Regions from separate parts of the Anser cygnoides genome. Here region 2 is linked to region 1. Evidence: chromatin contacts called from public Hi-C data. All regions are on one chromosome and are shown on one strand. The core of a region is the stretch at or near the end of the contact, and the rest is flanking DNA. Distances in the headings are between cores, read along the strand shown. Region 1 holds the start of SLC2A2 (solute carrier family 2 member 2). Region 2 holds the start of GOLIM4 (golgi integral membrane protein 4).

The links. A called contact is a pair of places that touch in the nucleus more often than the background predicts.
Region 2: a Hi-C map of liver shows a contact between it and region 1, with 2.1 times the contacts expected there. The contact joins the promoter of GOLIM4 here to the promoter of SLC2A2 in region 1. A contact is called at or near these places in 2 of 7 Hi-C or Micro-C datasets (both in liver).

Annotation. Positions count from the first base shown.
Region 1 is chr9:22,010,031-22,012,730 of Taihu_goose_T2T_genome, reverse strand. SLC2A2 (solute carrier family 2 member 2) reads right to left here and starts at 1,437. Exons shown (of 11, transcript XM_048059337.2): 1 at 1,203-1,437; 2 at 582-677; 3 at 163-467. The coding sequence starts at 1,235.
Region 2 is chr9:22,911,977-22,914,676 of Taihu_goose_T2T_genome, reverse strand. It overlaps GOLIM4 (golgi integral membrane protein 4), which reads right to left and starts at 1,383. Exons shown (of 15, transcript XM_013174659.3): 1 at 720-1,383. The coding sequence starts at 906. LOC106032155 (multiple epidermal growth factor-like domains protein 6) reads left to right here and starts at 1,543. Exons shown (of 40, transcript XR_010833610.1): 1 at 1,543-1,906; 2 at 2,034-2,188.

The DNA of each region.
Region 1 (2,700 bases), core at 188-2,687:
CCCCCCCCGGCGCCCCATGGAGACCCCCTCAGGTGCGTGGGGCAATGCTGCAGCCTCCTTTTTAGAGGGCAAACCGGAGCCTCATGGCCGGCACGCAGGAAAAATTGGGGTTGAAAAATGCCCTTTATGCCTCAAACCGGGGGGGGGTGGGCTGCTTCTCACCTCCCCAGCCGGTCGCCGATCCAGCCCACGGTGAAGGAGGAGACCATGCCGCCGATGGCGAACACGGACACGGAGAGGGACCAGTACATGGTGAGGACGTGCGGGGAGGCGGCGAGGTCCTCGGGGGGCGCGAGCGTCCCCTCAGCGCTGCCCCCAGCCTCTGTGCCGGGGACGGTGCCGGGGATGGTGCTGGGGATGGTGCTGGGGATGGTGCTGGGGATGGCGCCGTCCTCCCCGGAGGTGTTGGTGGCCTGTCTGTCCAGGGGGACGATGCCCAGCACGCGCGCGTAGTGGGCTTCTATCACCTGCAAAGAGGAAAAACGCCGTCGGCTCACGTCTATAACCCCCCCCCCGGCTGTGTTTTGGGGTGTTTTCGTGACACCCAGGCCCCCAGCCCTGCAGCCCGGCTCGGCGCTTACCTTCTGGGGCGCGTTGATGACGCCCAGGCTGTAGCCGTACTGGAAGAAGCCCAGCACCGCGGTGAAGACGGAGAGGACCAGCGTTCCCGTGAGGTGCTGCCGAGGGAGCAGAGAACAGCCTCAGCCCCTGCCCTGCCCCAGGACCCCCCCCCGGGATCCCGGTGAGCCCTCGGGGTCACTCCAGCTGGCTCCCAAAGAGAAGGGAGAGCCCAGGGGCAGGCAGGACGCGGTGCTGCCCCACATACAGCGACCCGTGCCCACCGCCCTGCTGGTCCCTGGGGGCTTTCTGGGGGCCGGCAGCAGGAAGGGGCACAGCAGCGCTGCTGGAGCAGAGCAGCTAGGAAAAAAAACAGCCAAGACTTTGTTTTTCAGCAGTCCCGTTTCAAATACCTTCTCCCTCCGTCGCGGTTGAAATTATCCCGTAAGGTGACAAAGTTCTTAAAAATAACAGAAAATAATCCCTTGGCCCCTTTGCCCCTGCTCTGTACACAAACATCACAGGCCAGATAACTAAGGGGGAAAATTTTGTTGGTTTTGGTCTTAGCGGGCAATAAATACCACCCCCGGGTGCTGGTTTCCCTCAGAAATTCCAGTGCACAGACGGTGCTGAGCCGTGGTTACCTTCTCTGCTTGCATTTTGCTTTTCTTGTCCATCCCTCGGCTCCTCCGCTGCCCTCCCGGCTCTGTCCTGGGCTGCGGAGCGGGGCGAGGGCTCGGTGCAGGAGGAGGGACAGCGGGAGCAGCAAAGCGGTTTGTGCTGCGGGAGATGGGGCTATATCACCTCCGGGGTTAATGAGAAACCCGTCTTCCCAACACTTATATCCTCCGTCTGACCAGCCCAGAGCCGTCACTGCCAATCCCCTGAAATTTTGGGGGGGGACAAACGAAAGAACGGGACACCCCCCGAAGACAGGGGGTGAGACCTGGGAAATCCAGCCGGCAGGCTGAGTTTTGATTTCTGGCCGTCCCCGCGGCACCGGGATGTGGCGTGCGGGGGGCTTGGGGACGTGCCGCAGCCGGGCTCTGGGTGTGCTGCACCCGTCTTGGCTTCCACGGGGGATTCGTTTGCCGAACCCCCAAACTCCTCGCTGAACTTTAGCCAGAAGGAACCTTTCCAGCACGTGTAGCAAAGATGCTAGAAAACGAGTGCTTTATTTAAACATCACTTGGCACCTGCTCTGAAATAGCTTTGTGTGCGTGCATAACGTGCACACAGAGGACACGCAAACCCAGATGCGTGCGGGTCTCTCTCCGCAGGCACAGACCTGCAGCCACCGCCGTGCCCTGCTGGTGCGCAGCCGTACACCCGGGCAGCCGGGGAAGGAGAGTGCCGTAGGCGTGCACGGGGACACAACACAGCAAAGCGGCCCAGAAACCATCACAACGCCATCCCTTTTCGTGCGCCGTGCTGCCGATGCTGTCGGGTATCGCCGCCCTGCTGCGGGCACTTGCCGAACTTTGCACAGCGATGCAAAAATCTGGTCTGAGCTGGTCTCGGGCGCGGGCACTGCCATCATCAGCTGGCAATGGATGCAGCATCCAGCGGAGGCACGCCAAGGCCTGACTCAGCCCCGGAGGTGATTAATTCCACTGCCTCCCAGGTGAGCTTTCACAGCTGCCAGCCAAGGAAAGGCGAGTGAGTCACCGACGGCGCTCAGGCAGCCTTCACATGGGCGCTACATGCACCTTCTACGGAGGAAGAGGAAAAAAAAAAAAAAAACGAGGAGAAAAAGACCACTAATCTTTGCTCTGGTCTCAGAGTAAAACTTTAACCCGGGGCAAAGTGTTCGCTGCATTCCTGTGCGCATTGATTGCAGCCCCACCGGCTGCAGGGGCCGAGCTTTTGTGGGACCCGGGAAACTGCAGGGCTGAGCCCCCTCCCACGTCCCTGCTTGGGGTGCGTGAGGTGAGGAAAGCGATAGGGTCACCGGTGGGGTGTGGATGACAGGAAACACCAAAAAAAAGAGAGCGGGGCGGTGCTGGGGTACCCAGCGCTGTGGTGCCCGCCGCCAGAGACTTGCCCCTGGGCAAAGCTTTAATTAAATCCATTAACGCACGTGTTTAGCTCCTGGTGACGCTGTCACAGCCCAGCCCGTGTGTTTTTCTGAACTGGGCTCTG
Region 2 (2,700 bases), core at 134-2,633, 900 kb before region 1:
ACTGATGCTTCACGTAGATGTTTGCCGCTTTGCATCTGATTTCCGGACGCGCACATGTCAGAGATCGGCATCTTTTTGTCTTCAAGTACCGAAAGCCCACGTTGGTGCAACCTCAAACCAAGATAGGTATGGATCTGTATTTAAGTGGCAGCTTTAAGCCAAGAAAATCAAGGCTGTTTCAACAGTTATAGAATACCTTTATCCAAATAACTTACCCTTTGAAAAAAAACGTTTATTAGAATATCCCTCACCCTGCTGGAGCTATTTAACTTTCACGCTGTCCTCCTGGAACTGTAGCCTTGCTTTTTTACAGCCGAATAGCTGCTCAGCACCACTAGTACTGCTAAGACAACGCGGAGGCACGCAGAAGTCCCAGAACTGGACACGTTCTGTATGACATGAACGGGAGTATCCCTGCCTTTCATACCAGGAACTGCCGAGCGATGTGCAACCCTTTGGGACCGAGAGGCACTCCAGAAAGCGTGCGGGGGCGAGGGAATAGCGGAGCTTTCTAGGAACCGGCAGCGAAACGTGCCACTGACGTCAGTGGGGCTGGGGTCTCACCCACGGCCTGACAGCAAAACCTCACGGGGAGAGAGGAGGGGGAGAAGAAGGCAAGGAGCAAAACTTCCCAAGCGTTGGGACGGCTGGAGCTGGGTTTCCCCAGCAGAGGAGGGTGTACGGGGACCGCGGGCAGGGGGCCAGCAGGGCAGCGGTACCTTGTAGCTGGGCCGAGAGGGACTCCTGATGCTGCTGGTACTTGAGCGCCGTGGCCTCAGCCTTCCTCAGCTGGCTCTGCAGCTCGTAGTACAGCATGGCCCCGTAGATGAAGCCGAACACCACGGTCAAGAGCAGAAGGGTCTGGAAAATCCGCTTCTGTTTTCGGGAGCACATCCCGTTGCCCATGTCCCCCGGCGGGGTCCCGAGGGCCCCCCGCCCCTCACGGCTCAGCGGCGGGCGGCTGGAGGCGGCGGACGACGAGGCGGAGACATGGGAGGGAGGGCCGGAGGGAGGGCCGGAGGGGCCGGGAGGGCGCCTCAGCCCCGGGGCACCGCCGCGACGCCCGGGCCGTTCTCCTCCTGCCGGCGGGCCCGGCGCGGCGAGGCGGAGCGGGGCCGGCGCCCCAGCCGCATGCTGCGGCCGCGGGGCTCTGAGGGGCTGCGAGGGGCTCTCCGGAGGGGGCTGCCCCCGGCCGGCTCGTCCCAGCCCCCGGCGCTGGGTCCGGGCTGAAGCGGGGCCGCGGGATCCCCGGCGCCCACCTCCTCAGGCGCCCCCTATCCTTGAGGCCGGCCCCGCCGCCGCCACCCGAGGGGAACAAAGGCAGCTCCCCCTGCCCCTCACTTACGTGTCGCCGCCGCTGCCCCGCCGCCGCCGGCTCCCCGGAGGAAGTCCCGCTCCGGGCGCCGCCTCATTGGGCCCGGCCGCGGCTCTCTCCCCTCCCTTCGGGGAGGCAGCGGCTGAGCGCATTGGGTGCCCGCCGCGTCCGTCCGGCCCGCCCGGGGCAGCAGCGCCCGCAGCCCGCAGCGAGCCCTGTGAGGGGAGCGGGGCGCCGGGAGTGGGGGCTCCCAGAGCGCCCGGCTTAGAATCTGAGAATCCCGGACTCCTTATGGCTGGAAAAACCCTCCAAGATCACCTGGTCCAACCGCCCGCCTACCACCAATGTCACCCACTAAACCATGTCCCTAAGCACCACGTCCAACCTCGCCTTCAACATCCCCAGGGACGGGGACTCCACCACCTCCCTGGGCAACCCGTCCCAACGCCTGGCTGCTCTTTCTGAGAAGAAATGTCTCCTCATTTCCAACCTGAACCTCCCCTGGCACAACTTGAGGCCATTCCCTCTGGTCCTATCACTCGTTACCTGTGAGAAGAGGCCGACCCCCAGCTCCCCACACCTTCCTTTCAGGTAGATGTAGACAGCAATAAGGTCTCCCCTGAGCCTCCTCTTCTCCAGACCAAACAACCCCAGTTCCCTTAGCTGCTCCTCATATTTATTTCTCTCGGTCATCCCGTGCCTTTATTTTTGTCTGCAGGCTGCTGATCGCACCCGGGAGGTGCTGCCCTCACCATGCTTGGCCTTTTCCTTCGCTCAGAGTCTTGCTCGGGCCACTGCTGGATTATTAGGTCAGGTACACGGCATGGCTGTGTGTGTACCCTGCTCCCAAATGCCACTGTCATGCGTAAAGAGGTGAGGAGGGTTTTATGGGATTTATCCTTCACCAGCATGATGTCAGAGTTCTTCATGCTACTGTATTTTATCAGCAAGAAAAAGAAAAACCTGCTCGTCTCAAGCTAAACTAGTAGTATTAACAAAAAATGAAAGACATATTCCAAAGTTCTTTTTATAAACATATCCAGCTCACTGATCTGTGTTTTTCACAGGCATTGTTCTGGCCTTAAAAGAAAAACAACATAAAAGAGGTTTAAAATTTTGTTATTAAAATATTCTACATCTACCAGTAATGAATAGCAGCCGGTACTACAAGCTGGCGTGGCTTCTGTCTAAATATATTTCAAATTTTTATTCATTGTCTTTTAATTTAACTGAATGCCTTGCTTTCCTAATTATAAGATAGAGGACTTGTTCAAAACTGAGAGGTAAGCACCCAGGAAGTATTTGTAATTGCTTTGAAATAGCGATGCTTTTAAAAAATTCATTTTCTTTTCCCTTGCCTTTAGGAGGCTTCCTGAAGCCCACAA